3 separate regions of the Mus musculus genome follow, and all the other regions are linked to region 1. The links are chromatin contacts, called in public promoter capture Hi-C maps. All regions are on one chromosome and are shown on one strand. Each heading gives the region's core, a stretch centred on a gene start, on an enhancer-like site or on the middle of the called end of the contact. The rest is flanking DNA. Distances are from core to core; before and after follow the strand shown. Region 1 holds the start of Mrpl52 (mitochondrial ribosomal protein L52). Region 2 holds the start of Ndrg2 (N-myc downstream regulated gene 2). Region 3 holds the start of Chd8 (chromodomain helicase DNA binding protein 8).

Region 1 (4,221 bases), core at 788-3,287:
ATCCTGTAACAGAGAACTAAGAACTCAAGAGTTTCTAGACCAGTCTGGGTTACAGAGCAAGACCCTGTCTCATAATGGGAAAGGAAAGGCTAGGGAGGAAAGATGGAGGAAATAAAAAAGGGAAAGGAAGGAAAAAGGAGTTCCTCAAAGGCAAAAATAAATACCAAAGAGAATAAAGCAAGCCAGGCATGGTGGTACTAACTGGTAATCCCAGTATTCAAAAGGCTGATTGATGCAGGAGCATTGAGGGCAGCCAGGGCTACCTAGCAGGCACTGGGTCATCCAGAGCTACTTAGCAAGATGCCTATCTCAAAAGAGGTGCTGGGGAGAAAGGAAGCTCTAGCTTATAGGTTGAATATCCTTTATTTGAAATGCTTGGTATTGTTAGCATCACGGGCCTTGATCGGTCTTGTTTCTACTGTCAGCTAAAGAATTAATAGGCAGGAAATCCTCAGATGTGACAGGTAGCAGTGGAGAAATCTCCAACATCGCAAACAGCTCAGACAGAATCAGCAACTGAAGAAAGGCTTTATTGAAGGGTGAAGCAACATATACATGCATCACACACAGAGAAAAGTGCCTTTGCAAAGCCAAGAAGGGGGACTCAGAAGACTGAAAATCTAGTCCTTTTCCAAGGCTGGAGTTTTTAAGTCTCTGAAGTTTTCCTCCCCTAATTTAGGGTTGGTAAATTTAAAGAGAAAAAGGATGGCTGATTGGCCCACAACTGTCTTGGAACATGTACCAATCCAGCCTTGAATTCCTGGAGTCAGTCTATCAGCAGATCTACTGGGAGGGAGAGAAAGCCCACAAGATTCTTTGTTTTATGCTGCCAGGCTTTTGTCTCAGGCTAGGAGGAGAGGAAGAAACCAGACATCGTGGAAATTCATCATTATCTAGTCATGGTCTTTTATCTGTCTGCCTACCAGGGAATCTGTCCAACTCTTGGGCCCTTAATACAGAAATGCCTGATTTGGGAACATTTGAATATATGTTTGTTGGGGATGGACCTGAATTCTAAGCATAAAATTCTTTCATGCTGAATGTTATTTTTGAGTATGCTAAGGATGAATCCACAGTCTAAGCATGCTAGACAAGTATTCCACCACAGCATCATCGCCAGCCCTTAGTGCACCTGATTTTTTTTGACAAAAATTCCGTCATGACTTCGGGTGTGTAATTCTCCATCGTAGCATCATGTTTGGATTCAACAGGTTTGGTTTGGGAGCACTTCAGTTTCCAGGTTTAATCCACTCAAAAAGTATACCTAACTCATGAGAATGTGTGGTTTAAAATTAGAATCAGAGTCACCTTACATCCCTGCATTCGGGAGCAGAGGCAGATGTATCTCAATGAGTTCGATGCCAACCTAGGCTACATACTGAGTACCATAGTTACATGGTGAGACCTTGTTTAAAAAAAAAAAAAAATAATAACTGGCACCAGTACAACTTCCTCAAAAAAATGTTTAACAGTGTCCTCAGATCCGTGCTTCCATACATAGTCTTGCAAATGACATATACTTCCCTTCCCACCACTGGGCTGCACTATTAGTCATGTCTGTGATCATTTGTCTTCCTAGACTCAAATGCCTTATCTGGACTGTTTTTTAGCTACCCCTATAATCTCCTAACCCATTCACCACTTCTTCGACTCCGTTGGATGAGAACCAAATTTTTCCAACTCGTTCTACACTTGATCATATCAGAAAACAAACGTTAAAATGAAGCAGAAGGCTGCACAATGAGGTTCGTTGGATGCGACACTTCTGAGTTACCCTAAATTTCCCAAGTCTGGAGAACGTCCGGGAAAGGACTTGGAAACAGCTGCGAAGGATTCGGTCACAGGTATCTCAACCACCTCGGAGGGTGCAAGATGCACGCGCGGGGCAGTTCCTCCTGTTCAGAACACTCAGCCCACAGCTGACTCCCACTTCCGTACGATAACGCAAGATGGTGGGACCGGCGATTGAAAACCACATTCAAGATGTCGGCTTCCGGTTTTCCCGGCAGCGTCCCGCGTGGCTGCCGGGGCCACGCCCACTTCCGGTTCCCTTGCTCCGGCATGGCTGCCTTAGGGACCTGGCTGTCCAGTGAGTGATTGTGGGGTTGGGGACACGGGAGCCGCGGGGCGACCAGCCCTCTAACTCCCTGCTCTTCCATTAGGTGTCCGGAGATTGCACTGCAGCGTAGTGGCGCGGGCCGGTGGCCAGTGGCGACTCCAGTGAGTGCCGTGCCGGGCGGGGGCGCGGCGGGACCTAGTATCCCGCCGCGTCCTCACCCACACTGTCTCCCCCACCCAGGCAAGGGCTGGCTGCCAACCCTTCCGGCTATGGGCCCCTCACGGAGCTCCCTGACTGGTCCTTCGCGGGTGAGCCTTGATGTCAAGGGTTTTTTGTTTTTGTTTTTTTTCCTCCGAGACCACCGGGGTAAGGGTTGGGGGCGTGTCTGGGAAAATAGTGAACCTTTTACTTGAGTTGGAGGACTGCAGCTCTACCTTTGCCTGACTGTGTAGCCGGGTGTTAGTTCACCCCTGAGGTTTTAGGTTTGGAGAGCTGAGGCAGAGGGATTGCTGTGAGGTTAGTGCTATGTAAGGAATCCTTGATTATCCTGAACTACAGAATGAGACCCTGTGTATCAATCAAGAAATAGTAATTGGCTAAGGAAAGTTAGCTGTCAGGATCGTATCCTGAAGGTATAAGGAAATACTAACGTGGGCTGTTCTGGGCTTGGAAGTATGTATGACTTTTATCCTCTCAGAAGGATAAAACTCTCACATGTGTGGTGAGTGTATTTTGACAATTCGTTTGCAAATGTACAAGGAATTCTTTGAAAAGCTGCTGAAAAGAACACCGAAGATCCCTACAAGTCTGAAATGGCAGACTCAGTACAGAGAAGTCTTTTTCTCTTTAAAAAAAAAAAAAAAAAAAAAACTTATGGACTGAAGGATGCCTTTAAAATGCGGTGCCTGTTCTTCCGGAGGACATGGGTTCGATTCCCAACACCCACAGGGTGACTCACAATTGCTTGTAACTCCAGTTCCAGGGGATCCAATGTCATCTTTTCACTTCCACCTTTACCAGGCACCCACATGGTGCACAGACATACATACAAACACAACACCCAAGCACATAAAAATAAAACTTTAAAAAAAGCAAAATTAAAAGAGAGTAGTGACGCATGCCTGCAATCGGCACTCACGAGGCAGAAGCACTGAGAGCTAGGGGATAGCCTTGGCTACATAGTGAAACCTTGCCTCAAAAATCAAGAGTGAGGGAGAAAAAAAACCCTATATTTCATTATACAATGAGATGAAGTTTAGCAAAGAGACACATTGAGTGAAGGGTTTCTGAAGAGAAAAGTGAGTTCAGCTTGGCAGACGGCCCTAGGTCCATGCTAATGACAGGGTTAAATGATAGGAAGAGCGTGCCTATGAAGTCATTTCGTGATTCTGTTGGACCTCACCTCTGAGGCTAGGTGAGTTTTAGTTGTGGTTGTGAACTGGGATCCTCCTCAGTATTGTTTTTGATGAGCAGAACTGGGCCCTGAACCTACAGCCTCACGCACGCCAGCATCCACCCAACCAACCATAGTCAGGGTGACCTGGAAAAGTGGAGCTAGGGGCTTACTCTTCTCCAATCCCTATCACACCAGTGTTTGGACAGGATCCCCAGACCACATTTAACACTATGCCTTTTGTTTACTTTTGTCTGTAGATGGCCGCCCTGCACCCCCAATGAAAGGCCAACTTCGAAGAAAAGCTCAAAGGGAGAAGCTTGCAGTGAGTAGCTGGGACTCTGCCAAAGGCTGTGTTTATGACTGGAGGAGGAAAATTTAAATCATCATTTATCTTCATTTTCTTTAAGATTGATTTTTACTTTATATACATGTGTTTTGCCTGTATCAATGTATGTTCATCATATGTGTTCGTGGTACCTGTAGTGGTCAGAGGAGGGTGTCAGATCCTCTGGAACTGGAATTACAGATGGTTGTGAGCTCTGGGGTGGCTACTGGGAGTTGAACCCTTGTCCCTTGCAAGAGCAGAGAGCCATCTCTACAGCCCCATAAATTAGAATCTGTTTTAAGTTGTGTTGTACTTGAGCTACTGTTTGGCAGTGCATGGGATAAAATCCAGGGCTTCCTGCCTGCTAGGCAGGCACACCAGCAGCAGCCATTTCTCCAGTCCTTACACCCAACTAACTTATCTTTTTAAAGATTTATTTAT
Region 2 (4,221 bases), core at 1,123-3,622, 2.5 Mb before region 1:
TAACTCGGCCTCCTGGAGAGACACGACACACAGACACACACAGACACACACGGACAGAGACAGACAGCAAATGGAGAGACGGACACAAAAAGGTAGGTAAAGAGAGACCAACAGACACCAAATACAGAAAGAGGGACAAAAAACAAGACAGGAGAGGATGAAGGTTAGTGTAGTGACGGGACGAGGTCTGGCGGGCTCCCTTGTACAGTGTCTAGGCCGAGAGATGGGAGGAGATGGGTGGAGAGGGGCGTGCATTAGAATGAGAGCCACGGGCCTGGGGAGGTGGGGAGGCAAGGGGGGATGTTCAGAGCATGGGACCGAGGCAGGGAAGTCAGAGAGTCTCTGTAAACCTTGGCAGTCTCGGGTGTTTGTCCTGGCAACAGCGGCTTCTCCTCGGTGATCTGCACCTCCTGAAGTTCTGCCATGGTGGCCTGGCAGGATACAAAAACAGTAAACCAGTCAGGCAGTGGTGGCGCACACCTTTGATCCCAATACTAAGGAGGCAGAGGCAGGCGGATCTCTTGAATTTGAGGCCAGCCTGGTCTACAGAGAGAGCTGCAGGACAGCCAGGGCTACACAGAGAAACCCTGTCTCAAAAACAACAAAACAAAACAATAAGCCCTGGAGGGAGGCAGCTTAGCCTCTGTACTCTCAGTCCAATGCAATGCAATGCAAGGTGCAGAGCAACACCAGAGCTGAAAACGCCAAGACACACGGAGAGCTTTTCTGGCTCCCCCGCCCCACTTCCAGGGCAATACCAAACAGGACAGCACATCTCTTCAGACCACCGGCCCCATGGCTGCCGGCTGCCCCTCAACCCCAACATTCTCACCTCGTACCTCACAATGCTCCTCCCTCTCCGCCCCTGGAGGGAGACACCGAGGCTGGGGAAGCAATGTGGCTCCAGTTTCTTAAGCTATCTTTAGGGGACGCCCCACACTACCTCACTGACTGGGCTAGAGTGGTAAGGGTTCACAACTGACCATGACCTTCAACTATAGCTCCAATGTCAGCATCTTGAGGGGCTAAAAAGGACTGAGGCAGTGACTATCAAGCACTCAACAGAGGGACCTAGATATCCAATCCAATCAATCTCTCTCTCTCTCTCTCTCTCTCTCTCTCTCTCTCTCTCTCTCTCTCTCTCTCTCTCTCTCTCTCTTGTACACAAATGAGCGCACACCAACAATGGTAGATCTAGAGAGCAGCAGAGCACCTGTGCAGACTTGAAAAAAAAAAAAGAAGAAGAAAAAGAAAAAGAAAAAGAAAAGAAAAGAAAGCAAGCCAGCAGCATGGGGTGGGTGGGGTCAATTTACTGAGCTCCTATTGGTTGGATACGGTGAGCGTGGAGGTCAGGGTTCTTAGTCCTGACTCTAGGGTCTGAGAAAACACAGGAACAAGGTGAATGACATGGGAGACGGACCTGGGTCTTTTAGGGACATAAGGCCAGAGCCAAGACCCAGGATTCCAGGGTCACTAACCCTTTCTAATCTCCCCTGAGTCCAGAGAACACGTCCTCTCTAGGTTCCAATCAATACAAGCTGGAGGGGCCTGCGAGGCAAAACAAGCAGGTCCAGGCTGGGTAGTCTATGAAGAGAGCAGAGAGCTGACATGGCGATAGAGCATGACTGTGTCAAAACCTCTGGGTCCTACCCAAGTGCCACTATTAGGTGACCTTGTCCAGTTAGTCACTACTCGGTTTTGACGGTTCTCAGTTGATATGTAGGTAGTACAGCATGACCTTTTCCTTCACCATTTAAAAACAAACAAGCTTCAAGCCTTCATCTCTCCCCTCCACCCAGTGTAATTGTAGGTCGGGTGGAGAAAGGAGAGGGGGGGATAGGGCTGCCCGTAACCTCCGCACTTCCCCGGACTGCCAGCCATGTGCCAGCCGGGAAAAGATGGTTAGGACTTGACTGGCTGCTCCCAGAACACGAAACCTGACCCCTATGAGCTTCTCGCTGCCGTTCCTCGTCCGAACCAACACCCTCTCACGGCGGGCACGTAGTGCCCAGGACCCTGTACATCATCTCAAGAGCGCCCCAAACACGCCCTGCACTTTGCAGCTCTTCTGCCTTTGTGCGCAGCAGCGGAGCTCCTCGCTCAGCCAGCCCCTTCCCCCGAACTACAGCCAGGAGACCAGAACCACGATGCCCACCCTCCGGGCCCGCGCCTTGCCAGCCCAGAGGCGCGCTTGCCCCTCCCCCTACCTGCTGCAGCCGCCGCGGTCGCTGCCACCTTCACTTGCCTTTGACTTAGGTCCGCCCTAGCTCTGGCTCCCCACAGACCCGCCCTGGGCCCGCCCCCGGGCCATCTCCCTGCAGATCCGCCCCGACCCCCCATAAACACGCCCCGTAACTCGCCTGGGCTACCAGGGGAGGGGCGAGAGGGTGCGGCTTGGGAGCACACAGAGGTGATGCTCATAGGCTCTCTGAGTGCTCCCCATAAACCCTAAGCCGTGTGAAGTGGGGTGAGCGTGGGGGATCCCTTAAACCCCCAAATGGTCCCCACGCCCACATCAACGGCGCCCCTACTGTGACCTGGCTCTGCCAGGCTCACTTTTGGCTCTCTTCCTAGCCCCCCAGATTGAGTGGCAGCGACGGGTAAAGTGGGGAGACCAACCCAAGGTGCCTACGTCCCACGATTTCAGCTCCGCCCGCCCGGAAACAGAGAGCTAGATCAAGGAAGGGGGAGGTGGGCGAGGGCCACCGCTCAGACCCGGTCTCGGGGCAGGTATGGGTAGTGGTGACAGCGTGTCTGGAGACGGGGCGTCGAGGGCATAGGAATTCCCAACAATTGGGGTGCTGGTACCTCCTCAGCCGAGTCCCGCCGCTTGCTCTCCGACTGCTCCGTGAGAAGTTGGACAACAAGCAGGGAGTTGGGGGGGGGGGGGGCCGGGAAATGCTGGGGGCCGCTATAAATAGAGGATGAACGAAGGAGGGGAAAGATGATGGCCAACAGCGACTCCCGGGTCAAGGCCCCAACGAGGGGGGCGGGTAGAGGAGGGGCTGGGGACCCCCCAAGGGCTCTGACTCCTGTGTAAACAGGCGCGGAGGCGGAGCTAACTCTGCAAGGGTGGAGTAAAGGGTTTGAGGAGGACTGGATGTCCTGGGCTGAGACCCAAGAGACCCTGTGGCTGAGGCGCTAACCCCTCCTAGTCCAACCCCGAAAAGGAGGGCGAGGTCAGCTCTGAAAAGCTGAGTGGCAGTACCCTGCTGCCGATGCCTCCTGAGCTGCTGTCTCCTGGGCTGGACCCTCGGTGCCTGGTGGGTTTACCATCCTATCCTAGACTTCCACAAGATTCACATCTGAGACACGTCCTCCCTGTGCTCTTTAAAGAAAGATTGCTGAAGTGGAACGGTTGATGGACTGGAAGTTGTGTTAAGCAACCAGATTGTATTTCCCCACTTGCCCTCGTTCTCGCACCCCTGCTCCCAGAATCAACCCTGCCCCATCCCCCTTCAGCCTAGTTCCAGACTTGCCATTTAGGGGGCTGGGCGCCAGGCCAGTTGAAAACAATGTCCAATGGAACCGGAGCTGCCAACTGCAACACCAGAGCAGACTGCTCCCCCCAAGACCCCCAGATTGCCCTCCCCCCTGCCTGGGAACTACCCTCACCACGCACAACCCCCCTCCCCAAGGAACATCAATGCCCCTTTCATCCCCACTTGGCAGGTCTGTTGGAAAAGAGGAGAGGCCAAGAGGGAGGAGGAGGAGACCTGGGTAGGCTCAAACCCAGCTTTAGAAAAGAAAAAAATAAATAAAAAATAAAAACCCTAGACCTAAAGAGCTTCCTATATCCCCCAAACAGAACCCCAAGTTTCCCTCTGTTCTTTTCTCCTGCTCCCTTCATAAGAGTTGCCCTAGAAACTGGCACAGAAACCTGGCATCCTAGCTTTCTGCCTAGCCCCTAGGTGCAGGTTTTATGCTCTCCTGAATGAGAAGTTTGCTGGACTTCAAGAGCAGAGCTACATATGAGTAAGATTTTTAGAAAGCTCTCAACAGCCCCTGTGGCTTGTAGAAAGCAGGAGAACCTGGACTGAGCACTTCAGCCTGCAGGCTTCATGTGTCTAAAGTAGACATACTTAGAGAGGGGGAGGGAGAGACTGGAAGGTTCCAGCATCTAAATCCGTCTCTGGGTCAGGATGACTCAGGGGGAACCTGATAACGGGCAGACACGGGGGCTTGGGGAAGTGGGAAATTTCCACTGAGATCTGTTTACTT
Region 3 (4,221 bases), core at 449-2,948, 2.2 Mb before region 1:
TAACTAAGACAGTTCAAGTAATGTTTTCCATTTTCAAGATTTTGGTAGTAGTGAATTTGTATAATCTGAGAACTTGGGAGGTAGAGATATAAAGACCAAGGTTTCAAAGTCATTAGTGAGTTGGAGGCCAAGCTGGACTATGAGAGACTGTTTCCAAAAAACCAAAGTAAAATAATCAGGGGTTGTGGTGGGATCCTTCATCTCAGAGCCCCCCCCCCCAGCCCCAAATGGCCAGCATTACTAAAAGATATGACACCCAAGGAAAAACAAGTTAACAAAAAAAAAAAAAAAAAAAAAAAGAAGAAGAAGTTGCCCACTTCCTGCCCTAAGAAATTGATTACAACTTGTGGAACCTGCAGGGTGACCATAAAAAGATATTTTTAGGCAGAAGACACTCTGTAATCAAAAAGACAATATCCCAGCAGGGGCCAGAGGTGCACGCCTTTAATCCAGGCAGAGGCAGGAAGATCTCAGTGAGTTAGAGGCCAACCTGGTCTACAAATGGAAAGCCAGATATCCTTTCAAAAGAAACAACAGCAACAACATAAGGGAAACATTCAAATTGCAAATCCATGTCCTAGAATCTGATGTGCCCCCCCAAAACGACCTCAGTTGGCACTAAGCCAGTCTCTGAGTTAACAAACTCAGAACAGAGATTCTGTGGACATCGATGTGATGGCAGAATGCAGCAAAATCGCTAAAGCAAGGTCCTCACTCGTGTCTGAGATGTCTCACTGTGTCTATCTTTTGAAAGAAAATTACGTAGCGTTTAAAATCCGACTTCTGGCTCACTTTGCTCACTCACTGCGAAGACTGGTTCACTACATACCTCCTCTGGGAAGCCTTTAACGACGTCAGGACTGCCCCTTAAAGAGGCGCTGCTGCGTATGCACAGCTGCAGCAATGGCAAGCCGACTAGAAACAGGTAAATTAAGACACAAAAAAACCAAAACAAATTTTAAATAATATTCGCCAAGAGGCAGTCCTCCTCTAGTGAAGAGTTTACATAATGTGTCAGAAAACCAAAGAGCTCTGCAGACCTGTCAAGGAAGACACAAGACTTGTGCTGTTCGTTTCCTCGTCACCTCTACTTTGCAACAGCCCCGCAGAAATTGGGAACATAATAAATCCGAACACGTTCACCTCAGGCTTCCCTACCCACATTTACTAAAAACATTAAAGATAAGAGAGGAGAGGGAAAAAGAATCCAGCCAAAACAAACTAAAACCCTGGCCTCGCACTTCTGACTCCAACGTATGGAGTAACCTAACCGAGCAGGGGAGTTTTTCTTCTTGGGAAAGGAGGAAGAAGAAAAAGGCAACTGTCTCGAATGTGCGCCTCGCCCAGCAGTGCCATGACAAGCTCCAAAACTCCACGCTGGCCCTAGCAGCTCCCTCGCGGCCCGTCCCAGCACGGCCCCGCGGCCCGTCCGGTCCCCAGCGCCTGCCTCTCACAAAGGAGAGTGGTTCAGCCCCGAGCATCCCGCACCTGATCACCGCTCGGCGCTGCACCCGCATGGGTGCGAGCGAGCGAGCAAGCGAGGACGTTGTTACCCCACCCACTACCCGCCCAGGCTCCGACGAGGCTTGGTGGAGCCGCGCGTGCCGCAGGCTTACCTGAGCCAGTCCTGCGGCTTCCTTCCCTGGGCAAGAGTTGCAACCCACCGTCCGGGAGAACAAGGCGCCTTCCGGCGGAGCACGGCCAGCCCTCGCCGCAAGCAAGCTTGCTAGTCCTCCATGCGCCTGGGCCCGCCCACCGCCCTCCATCTACCAATGGCGTGGCCGGAGCCGGGCGCCATCCAGGAAGTCTCCGAAGGCTGGGAGGGCCTGAGGCTGGGAAGGGTACGTAGGCAACCGCAGATATGCCTGCTTGGAAATCGGAGCGGGCGGCGGGCTGGCAGGCCAGGCCTCTGACCCCCGCCGCTGGGGGCGCTGCAAACCCGGACAGCACCTGCTACCTGTCTCGGGAGGCCATCTTGGGTCGACTGGCTTGGTGATCTCCCACGATTACGTATAGGAATGTGAAGGCCTTTTTGGAGTTCTGTTGGTCCGTTTTGGTCCAGCCCCTACATGCCCTCCTCTCATGTACTCAGGATGCCTGTCAGTCATGGGGAGGAACTCTGGAAAAACGTTGAACAAGACTGGAAACAAGCCCCACCACCTCTTAAACGTAGGAATGATGCTGGTTTATCAAAGAAGCCAACGATCAGTTTTTCTGAATGCCACTTCTAGGGTGATCCTTGACAAGCAGGATTATCAACACATAATCGACACGGGTTTTATAGCCATTCTACTTGCTTATCTATGCACGTTTCAGATTTTCCAGTATTAGAGTTTTGTTTGTTTTTTTGAGACAGGGTCTCAATATATCAGGCTGGCGTTAAACACAGAGATATGGTATTTGAGGCATGAGCTACCACGCCCTAGACCAGTGTTCCGATTTTAGCAACCCAAAATTCTGAGTCATTTAGTAATATCGGGAGTGAGGAATTTCACTTAAAAAGCAAAGGACCTTAAATTTACCAATAGTTCCAATTACTACGCACGAATACACACTGGGAAACAAGACTTATCAGAGGTACACTGACGGAGTCATTTATTCTGGAAAGAAGCAAAATTTCACCATAGGTCAAACTACACTGAGAAAGGTGTTCCTGCATTTTCTAAAGTTCTGCCGACTACATTTCCATACAAGAAGGGTTTTTTGGTTGTTGTTTGTTTGTTTAAATACCAGTATTAGAAAACTCGAGGAAGCCGGGCGTGGTGGTGCAGGCTTTTAATCCCAGCTCTCGAGAAGCAGAGGCAGGCGGATTTCTGATTTCGAAGCCAGCCTGGTCTACAAAGTGAGTTCCAGGACAGCCTGGGCTACACAGAGAAACCCTGTCTTGAACCAACCCCCCCCCCCCAAACAAACAAACAAACCTGAAGGAAGCTTGAGCAACACAGCAAAACCTGCAAAATTTGTTTTTAAAGAGATTTATTTATTTTTATAAACTTTGCTCTTGTCATTTTCCCTAAACAATATAATTTGTCAACTATTTGCACATCACCCGCACTGTTTTAGGTAGAATCAGAAATGATCGCAGTGTTGAGAACAACGTGTGTAGGTAGTTTGTAAATATACATCTCTGTTCCTGAGGGACTTTGGTGCCCACAGATTTTGTTATCCATGTGGTTTGGGGGGATCCTGGAACTAGACTATCATAGATGGAGAGACAACCATATTTGCTGTGCTACTTCCCTCTGGGGAAACTGAGGTATAGGGAGACCCGCTGACTCCTGGGGCTAACATGAAAGTAGAGGGTCCCTGAACATCAGGCCCAGGGTTCTGACTCATGTGCCTCAGTTTGCCCATAGATTTTCTTTTTCTTATTTTTAAGATTTATTTATTTATTATATGTAAGTACACTGTAGCTGTCTTCAGGCACCCCAGAAGAGGGCATCAGATCTCATTACAGATGGTTGTGAACCACCATGTGGTTGCTGGGATTTGAACTCAGGACCTTTGGAAGAGCAGTCAGTGCTCTTAACCACTGAGCCATCTCTCCAGCCCATTGTTGTTTTTAAAGATATATTTTTTAGATTTTAATGTGTGTGAGTGAGATTTATTAGCCGGGCGTGGTGGCCGCACGCCTTTAATTCCAGCACTCGTGAGACAGAGGCAGGCAGATTTCTGAGTTCGAGGCCAGCCTGGTCTACAAAGTGAGTTCCAGGACAGCCAGGGCTATACGGAGAAACCCTGTCTTAAAAAACCAAAAAAGAAAAAAAAAAAAAAGAGAGAGAGAGATTTATTGCAGGGCACGCCTTTAATCCTAGGATTTGGGAGGCAGATGCAGGCCGATCTCTGAGCTCTGATCTACAGAACTAGTTCCAGGACAGCCAGGAGTACACAAAGAAAACAGTTTTTCTATTATATTTTTAATTTTGTGTATATGTATGTGCATGAGCACTGGTTGGGCCAGAGAGCAGAGATGTGGGTTTCCCTTGGGACTGGAATTACAGTGGACATGTGTGGCAAGGAACTGAACTCTGGTCCTCTGCATGACCAGTTCATGCTCAGCTCCTAATCTATCTCTCTCACCCATCAAACATCGTTAAAATACACTTTTTAAAGAGACATTTCAATGATTAAAATAATTTTTCAAGCAGTAACATAATTGTGCCTATACCTTTAATTCCAGTAGTAGGGAGCCAGAGGCAGGTAGATCTCTGAGGTCAAGGA

The links. Promoter capture Hi-C pulls out the DNA fragments that hold promoters and counts their contacts.
Region 2: a contact with region 1 is called in a promoter capture Hi-C map of liver, with 6 times the contacts expected there. The contact joins the promoter of Ndrg2 here to the promoter of Mrpl52 in region 1. A contact is called at or near these places in 2 of 39 promoter capture datasets (hippocampal neurons and liver) and 1 of 115 datasets of contacts at active chromatin or transcription factors (embryonic forebrain).
Region 3: a contact with region 1 is called in a promoter capture Hi-C map of hippocampal neurons, with 2.8 times the contacts expected there. The contact joins the promoter of Chd8 here to the promoter of Mrpl52 in region 1. A contact is called at or near these places in 4 of 39 promoter capture datasets (cranial neural crest, hippocampal neurons and liver).

What each region holds. Positions count from the first base shown.
Region 1 is chr14:54,424,872-54,429,092 of GRCm38.p6, forward strand. Mrpl52 (mitochondrial ribosomal protein L52) reads left to right here and starts at 2,038. Exons shown (of 5, transcript NM_026851.2): 1 at 2,038-2,089; 2 at 2,163-2,220; 3 at 2,300-2,367; 4 at 3,713-3,777. The coding sequence starts at 2,062.
Region 2 is chr14:51,911,116-51,915,336 of GRCm38.p6, forward strand. It overlaps Ndrg2 (N-myc downstream regulated gene 2), which reads right to left and starts at 2,373. Exons shown (of 15, transcript NM_001145959.1): 1 at 2,208-2,373; 2 at 351-431. The coding sequence starts at 425.
Region 3 is chr14:52,256,062-52,260,282 of GRCm38.p6, forward strand. It overlaps Chd8 (chromodomain helicase DNA binding protein 8), which reads right to left and starts at 1,699. Exons shown (of 38, transcript NM_201637.3): 1 at 1,617-1,699.